2 separate regions of the Gossypium arboreum genome follow, and region 2 is linked to region 1. Evidence: chromatin contacts called from public Hi-C data. All regions are on one chromosome and are shown on one strand. Each heading gives the region's core, a stretch centred on a gene start, on an enhancer-like site or on the middle of the called end of the contact. The rest is flanking DNA. Distances are from core to core; before and after follow the strand shown. Region 1 holds the start of LOC108469035 (mediator of RNA polymerase II transcription subunit 2). Region 2 holds the start of LOC108469985 (AT-hook motif nuclear-localized protein 9-like).

Region 1 (5,672 bases), core at 2,892-5,391:
GGGACACGGGCGTGTGCTCTGGCCGTGTAAAGTCTGCACTTGATTTATGAGAAATTGTGAATTAAATTGGCCGCATGGGTAAGGGACACGCCGTGTGAACCACACAGGCCATCAGCACAGCCAGGTAGTGAGGGTCACACGGGCGTGTGCCCCTGTTTTTAGAGAAAATTTTCTTAATCCTTTTCAGGACCCGAGTTGTTCCCGAATGGGTTTCTAAGTATGTTTTGGGCCACACAAACCCCTATTAAGGATGTTATGAATGTTTTCACTTTCGAACGAAAATGGATAGTCGTTTTTCCCGAATGTCTTTGTGTGTACTTGGTAATGCCCCGTATTTTGTCCCGGTCTTGGGTACGGGTATGGGGTGTTACATGTGCCTTGACTGTGTGCCCCTTATTGGACACTGACGTCAGAAACAGAATGCCAAGGTTTTTTAACACGGGCTAGGACATGGGTATGTCATGGCCGTATGAGGGACACGGGCGTGTGTCAGGGGTAGGTTTGAATTTAGAATTTAATTCACACGGCATGGGGCACAGGCGTGCCCCTAGATGCTTAGGCCCTGTGTGTTACACGAGCCATCAGCACGGCCATGTCAAAATGACCACACGAGTGTGTTGCCCTCCACACGGGCGTGTGTCCTGTTTTAAGGTTTATTTTTCTAAAGTTGGTTTAAGACCCAGATCGGTCCCGATTAGTTTCCGATGGACATTTAAGGCCTCATAGGCCATGTTAAGGAGTTTAGATAAAGTTTTAAATTTGATCAATTTTGATGATCCGAAAACATTGTAATGCATGTGATTAAGTGTGGTAACGCCTTGTATCCCGTCCCGGCGTAGGACTCGGGTGTGAGGTGTTAGAAGAATGAAAAAAAGAAGAAGGGAAAGTTCAAAGAACATAAAAGAAAAAATAAATAGCTCAAAATGAAAAAAAAATATAAGGACCAAATGCATAATTTAACCTAAAAATTTCGTTTGAAATGATGATTTAATGTGCCATATCAGCTTATTGTTACACCGTTAACGACAATCAATGCTGAGTGACTAAAATATTGCAACATGATAACGTAAGAGACTAAAACGTAACATTTCAAATATAAGTGACTAAAATGTAACCTGAAACGAATAAAATTGACTATTTTTATAGTTTACCCATAATTTAAGTGGTATGTTTTACAGTTTAAGGATTAATTTAAAGATTAACTTATATTTTGAGGGTATCTTAAGAAATTAACCCTTTATTTTCGTTAAGTTAGCCCGACCAAACACGCCCTTCCCTTTAACCTTTTCTCAAAGTAAGTTCTATTTTTTATGATAAACACAAAGTGCGGTTCACTCCTCACTCCAGAGTCTCCAATGATGAAATAAAAACGCAGTCCTGAATAATTTGAACTCAGAAATGGAAGAGGTAAAATCAGCCAAGAATGCACCACCGACCCACGATCCAAATCCTACGCAACAACCTCCTCCGCAACAGCCACCTAGCAAGAAAAGATCTCTAGACAACTGCAACGACTTCAAAAACTCCAAGTTTTTCAAGATGCGACGTCTCCTCAAAGATCTTCGCCCTCATTTCATCGATGTAAATTTCCAAATTACTTCCCTTTTCTGTCTGGGTTTCATTTTTCCTTTTGCTGCATTTGGCATTAAAAGAAAAACCTTCTGTTGATCAAGTTTCGGTATAATTGGGTTGTAATTCTTCAAAACCTGATTTGTATTCATAAATGATTTCTTTGATGTAATTTTAACTAATGGAATAGTTGTTCAAGTTTAAATCTTGACCAGTAGTTGAATATTTGTTTGATTAGACTTGACAATGTAAAGGGATAATTCTCTAGTGTGAACTTGTATAGTCATATACAGTGTGATTGTTTTCGTTTTATTTTGTTGCTTGGCTATTCTCACTCAAGAATTAATCGTGCTTGAAAATTGAAATAGCTTCATCAACCTGGAATGCATGTTTGAATTATTTTTATCTTCACATAGCTTTATATTCATAGGACATTTTATTGATATATGTTATGGACTTTTTTATGTTTCTTGAAGGTTCTTCGAACGCCTGATTTTCGAAATTCTAAGGCTGTCAACGAAATTAAAGAAAGTAAGCGAATGGCACAAACACACACTGTTAAGTTTTGAAACTGTTGGCTCTGTAATTGTTGTTAACTACAGTCATACATGGATTTGATCTTTATTGCTATCTGTTTGCTTAGGATATCGGAAAGGAAAGGTATGATTCATATTGTTTGTTTTTCATTTATTAGCTATGATTAACTTCGAACATTTCCTGTTGAATCACTAAATTTTATGTGTAGTCACAAAATGTTGCATAACTCCAATTCGAGTTAGCCTAATACTCTGAGCCCTATTTGACTTGTTTAACCAACCTGTTAGATTAGACCATAAGGATAGCATAGTAGTGGATGGTGCAAGTTTGGATACCCACGTATTCAGATAATATTTGGATATTAATATCCAACCCGCTACCAACCCTAGTTAGATATTGAGAAAATAGTTGAGAAACAGAGTATCATCAGGGCAGGCCTGCCCTAACTTTCACATATAAATAGTTTATTCCCAAGTTTAGCATAAATTATTGATGGGTTTTAATATCCCTATGTCTTGAATCTCTTCTTTCATAAGCATCAATTCTCTTAAGATCGTATCATGTATTTATGTTTGATTCACAATTTGGGTTTAATGTTGTTTTGAATTCGTGATTTACAATCTGCAGATATGAAGCTTTTAGTGGAGTTATACAAGCAGGTAATGGCTGAAACAGTTCCCATAGAGAAATGTAATAATGCAGCAGTAAACCAACAAGTGCCAAGTGAATCTGGAATGAAGCAGAACCCAGAAGAGCAGCCGCAACTTGTTAAGCCGGCAATATCTTCCGAAAACAATGCTTTTCAGTCAAGTAGTGTCTTAGATAAACAACAATCCGAAAATGGTGAAGTTCCCGGGTCATATATTGTTGGGGGATCAGCATTCGGGTGGAACTTTATCACCTTTACGGGTAACAAACCAGTCTATTATGGAGTAACCAAGGAATTATTTCGTAGTGCTCAAGCAAGTTTAGGTGAGTGAAGTGTTTCTGATATGTATTGTTGGCTAAATAATGACTTTAACAGTAAATGCTTTTGGAGCTCTACCTTAATATTAACATCAAATGATTGTAGTGAAACGTGCTTATTAGGGTTTCAAGACGTATGTACGTATGTATGACTTTTTGCATTGCTCGATACTGATCTTTTTATTAATAGCATTACAGAATAAAGAAATAAAGGCTAGAAAGCCCCTGGGACAAAGGAACAAGTCCATAGTTAAACATAATGTAAAGAATCGGTACGATAGCTTGATCGAAAGTCCAGTAGTAGACCAAGAAAACTTGTCGTATCCTTACATCTTAAGATATAGAGGATGACAAAATCTCGCATCCTGTGAAGGCGACGGCCTCAATCAGGTCTCCCTCCAAGAAAAGTTGAGGGCCTACACAAGGCCAAGATATTATTTCTCCAAAAAGTCCTCTTTAAGCCGGAAAAACAAGCGGAGGCAAAGGAGACATCTGACAACCAACAAGGAAAGGGAGAGGAGGAAATGGAGGGAGAAGAAAGGGGGGGGGGGGGAATGGGGAGATATGGAAGAAAGAGAGAAGAGGGAGTTTGGGAGAAGGCCAGCATGGAGGGGGCGATGATTGGTGACCAACTGGCCACCAAGGAAGCGCAAAAGGGTAAGACCAAGGAAGAGTGAAGGAGGAGAAGCGTTTAGGGGAAGAGTTTTTCGCAATGTATTACTTTCAACGAAGTAAAAAATTACAGACACTCGTTTCGTTGTTATCCTTAAAAAGTTCCTCATTAGTTATGTAAATGGAGTAAATACGTAAATTGCAAAGTAATTAGACACAGAATATTAATGTTTATAGGTTGGATCAAGTTCAAGTTGAGCTAATTCATAATATCAATATCATATAAACACAAAATATTAGTTGAATTAATTTATAATATCAATATTATATGTACTTAATCTTGATTTGGGTCAAAATATAAACCTTAAATGTTATACAAACTCATTCATGGCTAATTAGAGTGGTTTAGACCTAATCATAATATTAGTGTCCTTGATGTTGATTTTCATCTCATTGCCATTCTTATCAAAGATAACCTCACCCCCCCCAACCCATTCAAATGGACCCAACGGTGGCCAATGGCCATAATGTCAGACCCAAAAGTACAAAACCACCCACGTCCTAAAAACCAAATAAAGAATTAAAAGAAAAAAAAAACCACCCAAATAAAGGTTAGGGTTAGGTTTAAGCACAGAGGAGGAAGAGCAGTGAAATTGGAGGCGGTGCCTACAAAGGAATATGTCGAAGAAGAATAATTTATCTCGTAGGAAAAAGCAGCACGAATTCGATCTCCAAAGTACGAATTTCTTCAATTATTTCCCCTTTCTCATTTGGGTTTTCTTTTCAGTGATTTATGATTTGTATTTGTCTTGTCGAATTAGGGGAGAGGGAAGAGAAAGAAAAGAAGGTTAAGAAGCTTCAAGCGAAGAAGAATAAGATGAAGGTAAAGGCATTTTATTCTTTCATTTGTTAATAAATTTTATTTATTTAAGGACTTATATCATGGATAAATCTGTAATGTTAATTAGGTTGATGGTAGTGAGAAGAAAAAGAAGAAAGGTGGAAGTGGGTTTCAAGTAGGGAAAAGAAAATTGAAGACCAAGTTAACTGAAGTTGCTAAAGCTAAAGCAGCTCAAGCAATGGAGCTTGACAAATGAGCTTCATGGTTATGTAATTTTAGAGGGAATATTCAATATCCTCTTCTTATTCTTCTTTTTTTATTTTATTTTTATTTCTGTTAAATTTTGATTATTGAGATGAATGCATATGTTAGCTTGAGAAATGAGAATCTTTTTGGGTATGACAGCATAATATTGGTTAATGAATCTATTTTAGCAAATCAATTTTCTTAGTTAAAAATGTGTATCAGTTTGGAAAACATGGAAAGTGAGATAATATAATTGCTTCCATTGATGGTTGTTTAAGTGCTAGTGTGCAACAGTGCGTTAAAGAGGATGGCAATACTTTCTTATGAATGTTTATATTAAGGTTTTAGTAAATTTCGCTAGCTATTTGATGAAGTTCAACTTGGCATGGTAGCTTACCCTTTTCGTTTAACAGCAAGTCGAATGTAATGTTTTTGTTGAAGAGTTTTATGATCTATGCTGTGGCCAATGGTGGAAATTTTGGGAAATGCTGATGACATTTGATGAATAAATTTGGAAAGATAGGAAATTGCTTTGCATGTTTGCATTGTTAGTAATGGGTAGATGGGGTAAATCAAGCCGTCGGTTCAGTTGCAAAACTTGCGTGGGTTTTTAGTTCTTTGGCATAAGATTTAGGGTGGTGGTCTGGTTTTTTCATAGTTCATTGTTGAATGATCAAATATTGAATGGTATAGAGTTTCATATTGTTGTCTTTCTTACTAGGAAAGGACATCTAATGAAAAAGTTTAGCCAAGACACATTAACGTGCCTCTGATCAAATGGGTTTGAGCTTTGGATGAACTTTTTTTGCTCCTTGTTTTTTGGTTTGAGAAAGGACCATTCATAGATTAAGGAACAATTCGATACGTAACATGCCCTTCGGAGTCAGCTTGGATCAAAGGG
Region 2 (6,184 bases), core at 823-3,322, 190 kb after region 1:
TTAGTAATTTTAAAAAAATCGATATTTATAAGTATTTCTCCGTTATGAAAATTATTAAATACTTTATAAAACTTTATTTATGAAGGTTATATATTATAAATAATATATTATTTTTACTTAATTTACGTATTATAAAAATGATATAACATAGCATAAGTCGTTCTCCCGATTAAGTTTATATAAGTTCTTTTGTAATTAAAGCTACAAATTATTTGGACTGTGAACTCGAATATTATAAGGTTGATGTTAATTATGTAAAAACAAAAGATATTCTTGCACCATATTGTAGGATATGATACCTTTTGAGAGAATGATGCTAGATACAAGCACCACAGGCAGCTCACAAACTCTTGATGCTAGATGCAAGCACCACAGGCAGCTCACAAACTCTTTTATTTGATACATTCGATGCTTCAAAATGTGGTTGAGCAAATATTTGTTGTTCTAAACATATATTTATCATATTAACAACGTCATCTTGGTATAGCATAAAAAAACAAGGTTGAATCGTATTAGCATGTTGCATATTTTATAACTTCAATCATAGATAGAATTGGAATGATCTATACTTCAAAAACTAAATGGAAGAAGGAGATCTTAACAATCATAATGATGCATATTAAAAATTAGATAATGATGATAAACTTGGTCAATGACCAACAAATAATGATAAAAAGCATATGTTAAATATTAAAGAGAATAATTTGAAAAATATGTATTAGGAAACAATTAGATAAAATTATATATAATTTTTATTTTTCTTGTTACTTGTAATAGTAGTTGTATTATCAACTACTCTTTTAGGCTAACATAATACATATTATGATTTTATTTTAATTTTATTTTACTTGTTTAGAAATTATTTTATCATATTAATAATATTTCTATAGTAACTACAACTTCTATTACTAAACATGATCTATGAAATTACAATGTAATTACAATCTATCAACCAAATACATATAAAAATTATAATTTTTGGCTTAAGGGTGTATATATCCTCAAACTTTTTCAAAAAGAGCAATTAAACCCTTGCTTCTTCTTCTTTTTCTTCTTCTTTTTTTTTTTTTTTTGCACTTAATTGGATATTTGAACTTTTAAAATGCATCAAAAATGCCCTCAAACTTAAAAAAAAACAATTAAGCCATTTTTTTTTTGCACTTAATTGGGTATTTGAACTTTCAAAACGTATTAGAAAGACCTTCAAACTTTTTGAAAAAAAATAATTAAGCCCCTGAATTTTTTTCACTCAATTAGATATTTGAACTGTAAAATACATCAAAAAGGTTCTTTGGCCGTTAACTTTAACAATTGACTATTAAAGTTAATTGCTCTAATTTTTTTCAGTTAAAGCCACCTCATGTCACAATCCTGGCATGACATGTGGCAAAAAATTATAAAAAATAAAAATCAATAAAAGTTATAAAAATTATTAAATTTTAATAAAAATATAAAATATTTTAATTTTATTAAAAATTAGAATGAAAATTGTAAAAAATTATAAAATATTGTAGAATTTTATAAAAATCATAAAAATTAAAAATACATAAAAAGACCTTTAACCATTAACTTTAACCGTTGATCGTTAAAGTTAACAACACCTGTTTTTTTCAGTTAGCACTATCATGTGTCGTAACACAATATGACATGTGGCGGTGGCTTTAACTAAAAAATTAGAGGTGATTTAAGTACTCAATTGAGTGTAAAAACCAAGAGCTTAATTGTTTTTGAAACAATTTGAGGGCTTTTTTTTATGTATTTTAAAATTTTAATTACCTAATTAAGTTAAAAAAAGTAAGAGATTAATTATTTTTTTAAAATTAACATTTTTGATATATTGTGAAAATTTAAATACTTAAACGAGTGCAAGAAAAAAAAAAAGCAAGGCCTTATTTTTTTTGAAAAAAATTTAAGAAACCGAATTACGATCCTAGACAAATGTCCGCAGACGTGTCATTTATATCTTAAAACATCTCAAAATTAAGATGTATTTTATGTCTGTTTAATTATTTATGAATAATAAAGATTTCGAAAGTCGTGACAATTGTAATAGTGATTTTGAAAATTCGAATTTGAATTGAATGGTATGATTAAAAGTGGCATGTAACCTATCACACATCCAACACCAATTACAGCAACTCCCTTCCTCGCACTGTAGAGAGGAAAGCAAAGATAAAAGAAACTTTTTTGATAGCAAGAAAGAGAAACCAAGAACAAAAAGGAAAGAAACAGCTTTTATAATGGAGGAGAGAGAGAGAGAGAGAGAGAGAGAGAGAGAGAGAGAGAGAGAGATTTAAGGAGAAAGAGAAAGCTCTGCCCTAGAAATACATATGCATCCCGATACGTACCTCTGTATGCAAAGGGAAGGAGCTTTTTTTTTTCTTTTTTCTTTTCTGTACTGTAAGTAATAAATAAACGCCTTTCTTCTCACCTTCTTCACTCGAAAAATGGCCTCTCTTCTTCATTTCTCTCTCTGCTTTTAATTCCCTTAACCTCCGTCAATCTTTCCTTTTTGAAAACAAGGTAAAGAACCCATCTTCTTCACAGCTTCCTACTTTCAAAAGTCTGAACCTTTAACCCTAGTTTACTAATGTAAGTTACTTTTTTTTGGGAAAAAAAAAAGGAGCAAAAAGTTCAACCGTTTCTGCTTTGTTTCTCTTAGTTTTTCTTTTCAACTTAGTTTGACTTTATTTTATGGCATTGTCTTCAACTTTTGTTTGCTTCTTTCATTATTATTATTATTATTATTTACATAATTATGTTAGGGAGCAAATCGCTTTCTTTGGGTTGTGATTTTTGAAGTGTGTTAAGGTCTGGGTTTTAGCTGTGGAAGATGCTTTGTCTTAAAGGTTGGTGAGTGTGTGGACCTGGTTTTTAGTTTCCCATCTCCTTTATATCTTTAACATGACGCCTTTTTCTTCGTTTCCCGTGGTTTGGTAAGCTGTAAAACAGCTTGCATTTTTGTCTCTTTTCCTTTAAACTTCTCACCTCTTCCCAATTTTCCACTCTTAATCTTTGTAATTTCTTCATTGCTGTTTTCGCTACTTACTTTCTCTAATTATGGCGCTTCATTTTTTTCATGTCTAGATTCAAAGTGCTTTGCTTGTAAACGCTAAATGCATCTCCTTGGTTTGTTTTCTGGCTCAATTCCCTGATCTTTTGCATGCATCTTTGCATTTTAACTTGGAAAACCATCAAACATGTTCTAAGATCTATATGCTTTTCAGCTGTTTTATTTTCACCCAATTTGGAGCTCCTTTTTAGTTAATTTTTTTGTTTGAAAGTTGATTTTGAAGGCATCATTCAAGTGTATAGGTTATTGGAGGTGAATGCATGGATCGAAGGGATGCCATGGCATTATCAGGGTCTGCATCTTACTATATGCAACAAAGAGGAATAACCGGGTCAGGGTCCGAACCTGAGTCTGGGATACACGGATCTCCAAGCATTCATCCGTTCTCTAGTCCAAATGTACAATACCAATCAAGTATTCCAGTCACTACTGTGGGATCAACCTTAGCTATGGAGTCTCCATCAGGAATCGCCCCTCATAGTGTCAATGTAGGCACACCTTCAGCACAGCCATCTAGTGAGACAGTGAAACGGAAAAGAGGAAGGCCACGAAAGTACGGTCCTGATGGGACTGTTTCGTTGGCGCTGACTCCTGCATCAGCTCCTCATCCCGTGACCACAACGCCGGGCCAAAAACGAGGAAGAGGGCGGCCACCGGGTACCGGAAGGAAGCAACAGTTAGCTTCCCTTGGTAAGACATTTGGCCTATCTCTTCTATAAATGTGTAGAGCATGATTAGGGGGAGTGTAGCTTGAAGTGGCAGTTCAACTTGGTGGAATAAACCTTTTTGGCATATTTTAAAAAGGATTTTGTAGTGTCCACATATTTTAGTAATTTGATTGTGTAATATTGCCAACTGATCTGCTCCCTATTTTTTTACTGATTTGATTTAAAATGCAAGCTGAGTAGGGTCAGAAGCTGCTTTGGCTAGAAATAACTTAATTAATACATTAAGAGCTTATTGGCCTCACTATAATCCATGAAATTTTAGATTAAAAAATGTGCAAGTGACATAAATGCAGAATTTTCGTAACTAACCGCTTATCGGCTGAAATTTCATTCTCCTTGGTGTTTTAACATGTAATCTCATATCACTGCTTGCTAGATGGATTCATAAGCTTCTTTAAGGGCTACCTTGAGCTATTTGGTGCTTAATTCGGGTATTTTCTTGTTCTTGCTATGTCAATGATGTTGCAAATATCTAATTGTTTTGATAGGTGACTGGCTGTCCGGTTCAGCTGGGATGGGTTTTACTCCACACGTCATCACCGTTGCAGTAGGAGAAGTATGCTATTTTCTTTTCTTGATTTTATTAATTGGTACCCGGGTTTATAGCCACTAAGTTAACTACATGTGAAATCAGGATTCAGTGCCGTTTCTGGCAGCAGCCAGCGGGCAATCTGTACTGTGATATGCATTTGCTTGGAAGTGACCCAGATTTGTTCATTTTAAAGTATGATGATGATGCAGATCTAGTAGACGTAGCTAGAAAATATATGAAAATATATTATGAACAGTAGTTTCCTTTGTTTCACTACCTCTTCTCATAAAATTGAAATAAAGTTTGCCATTTATAAGGAACTAACAGTGGCATAAAAGTGCATTAAGGTATTTTCTTTTTTCTGTAATGAAAGTCGATATTGTGTTTTGAAGCATTTTTTGAGGTATAAATTCTTTAAATGTGGTACAATATCGTTCGGCAGGTTATCGTATAACCAGAAGAAAGTTCCTTTGCCTTTAAACTTTTTAAAACATTTTCGTGCAGGACATTGCAACGAAGATAATGTCATTTTCGCAGCAAGGGCCTAGAGCAGTATGCATTTTGTCAGCCAACGGGGCTGTCTCTACTGTAACTCTTCTTCAGCCATCATCTTCGGGTGGCACTGTTACATATGAGGTTTGGGCACTCAATAACCCGGTTCTCAATTTCTTGTTTTTTCTACATGAAACACACTTGGATAGCATATAATTACCTATATTTGCTATTCAATATTCCGACATTTTAGATCTTTTTCCCTCTTGGAAACTCTTTTGAAAAGAATGAATATATATTTTTTCTTGTCTGGTTTTGACATCTGTAGGGGCGATTCGAGATATTATGTCTATCAGGGTCTTACCTGCTGATCAGCAACAATGGCTCTTGCAGCCGAAGTGGTGCTCTTAGTGTTTCCCTTGCCACTCCTGATGGCCGCGTCATTGGTGGAGGTGTCGGAGGGATGCTTATTGCAGCAAGCCCGGTTCAGGTAACTCTTCAGTTGCTGTGATATCTATGGTTTATAATTAATTTTCTTTTCTAAGTGATCTATAATTAATTCAACTTGTTATTGAACTTCTGTTTGAATCATCCTTTTATGAATGAACTAGGTGATTGTTGGAAGTTTTCAATGGGGTGGTCCAAAGGCAAAGAACAAGAAACCAGAAGGTCAAGAATGTCTAAATGACTCGGACAATCAGAGTGTCGACAATCTAGTATCTCCGTCCGGCATTTCACCAAGTCAAAATCTGATTCCAACTTCACCAGCAGGTGTATGGCCTGGTTCACGAACAATGGATATGCGTAACACTCATGTTGACATCGATCTAATGCGCGGTTGACTCGTTTCCTCTAATAGTTTCACAAGCAATGTACAAAGTTCGCTGCTACAGGCAGCCTGATTTTCAGCTTGACGGAATCTCACTTGATTTTACTCGTCGACAAGAGCGGCGGTTTGGTCCGATATTTGTAGCTTTGATAGACAGTTAGAACTCACGATTTCTACTGATCCCATCGGTACCATTTCATTTCTCCAATTTGAACCAGTTTTAAATTAGACATGCTTCAGTCCTCTTTATAGGCAGCCATGGTTTTTAGTTATCTTTATTTTACTTTTCGACATTATTGACATTTATGTACCCCGATCTTGTCGGCTTTAAGCCTCTACGAGGCGTTGAGACAATATATAAAAGAAATGTTCTCTACAGGATACCATATATATAATTAAAAAAAAAAAGTTGTACAAATGCCGCAACATTACAAAGCAAAGCATGTCACCAACAATTTATAATTAATAAATTCCGACCTCAAATTTTTCATGCTCGAATCTAAAAAGAAATAATATCATAAAAGCTCTTA

What was found. A called contact is a pair of places that touch in the nucleus more often than the background predicts.
Region 2: a contact with region 1 is called in a Hi-C map of leaf, with 5 times the contacts expected there. The contact joins the promoter of LOC108469985 here to the promoter of LOC108469035 in region 1. A contact is called at or near these places in 2 of 5 Hi-C or Micro-C datasets (both in leaf).

Annotation. Positions count from the first base shown.
Region 1 is chr8:24,386,529-24,392,200 of ASM2569848v2, forward strand. It overlaps LOC108469035 (mediator of RNA polymerase II transcription subunit 2), which reads left to right and starts at 4,142. Exons shown (of 3, transcript XM_017769924.2): 1 at 4,142-4,420; 2 at 4,506-4,567; 3 at 4,653-4,906. The coding sequence starts at 4,363. The coding sequence ends at 4,781. It overlaps LOC108468880, which reads left to right and starts at 1,261. Exons shown (of 3, transcript XM_017769747.2): 1 at 1,261-1,581; 2 at 2,046-2,100; 3 at 2,734-3,183. The coding sequence starts at 1,399. The coding sequence ends at 3,086.
Region 2 is chr8:24,580,928-24,587,111 of ASM2569848v2, forward strand. It overlaps LOC108469985 (AT-hook motif nuclear-localized protein 9-like), which reads left to right and starts at 2,073. Exons shown (of 7, transcript XM_053018048.1): 1 at 2,073-2,523; 2 at 3,088-3,129; 3 at 3,297-3,763; 4 at 4,290-4,357; 5 at 4,838-4,969; 6 at 5,154-5,315; 7 at 5,437-6,184. The coding sequence starts at 3,334. The coding sequence ends at 5,667.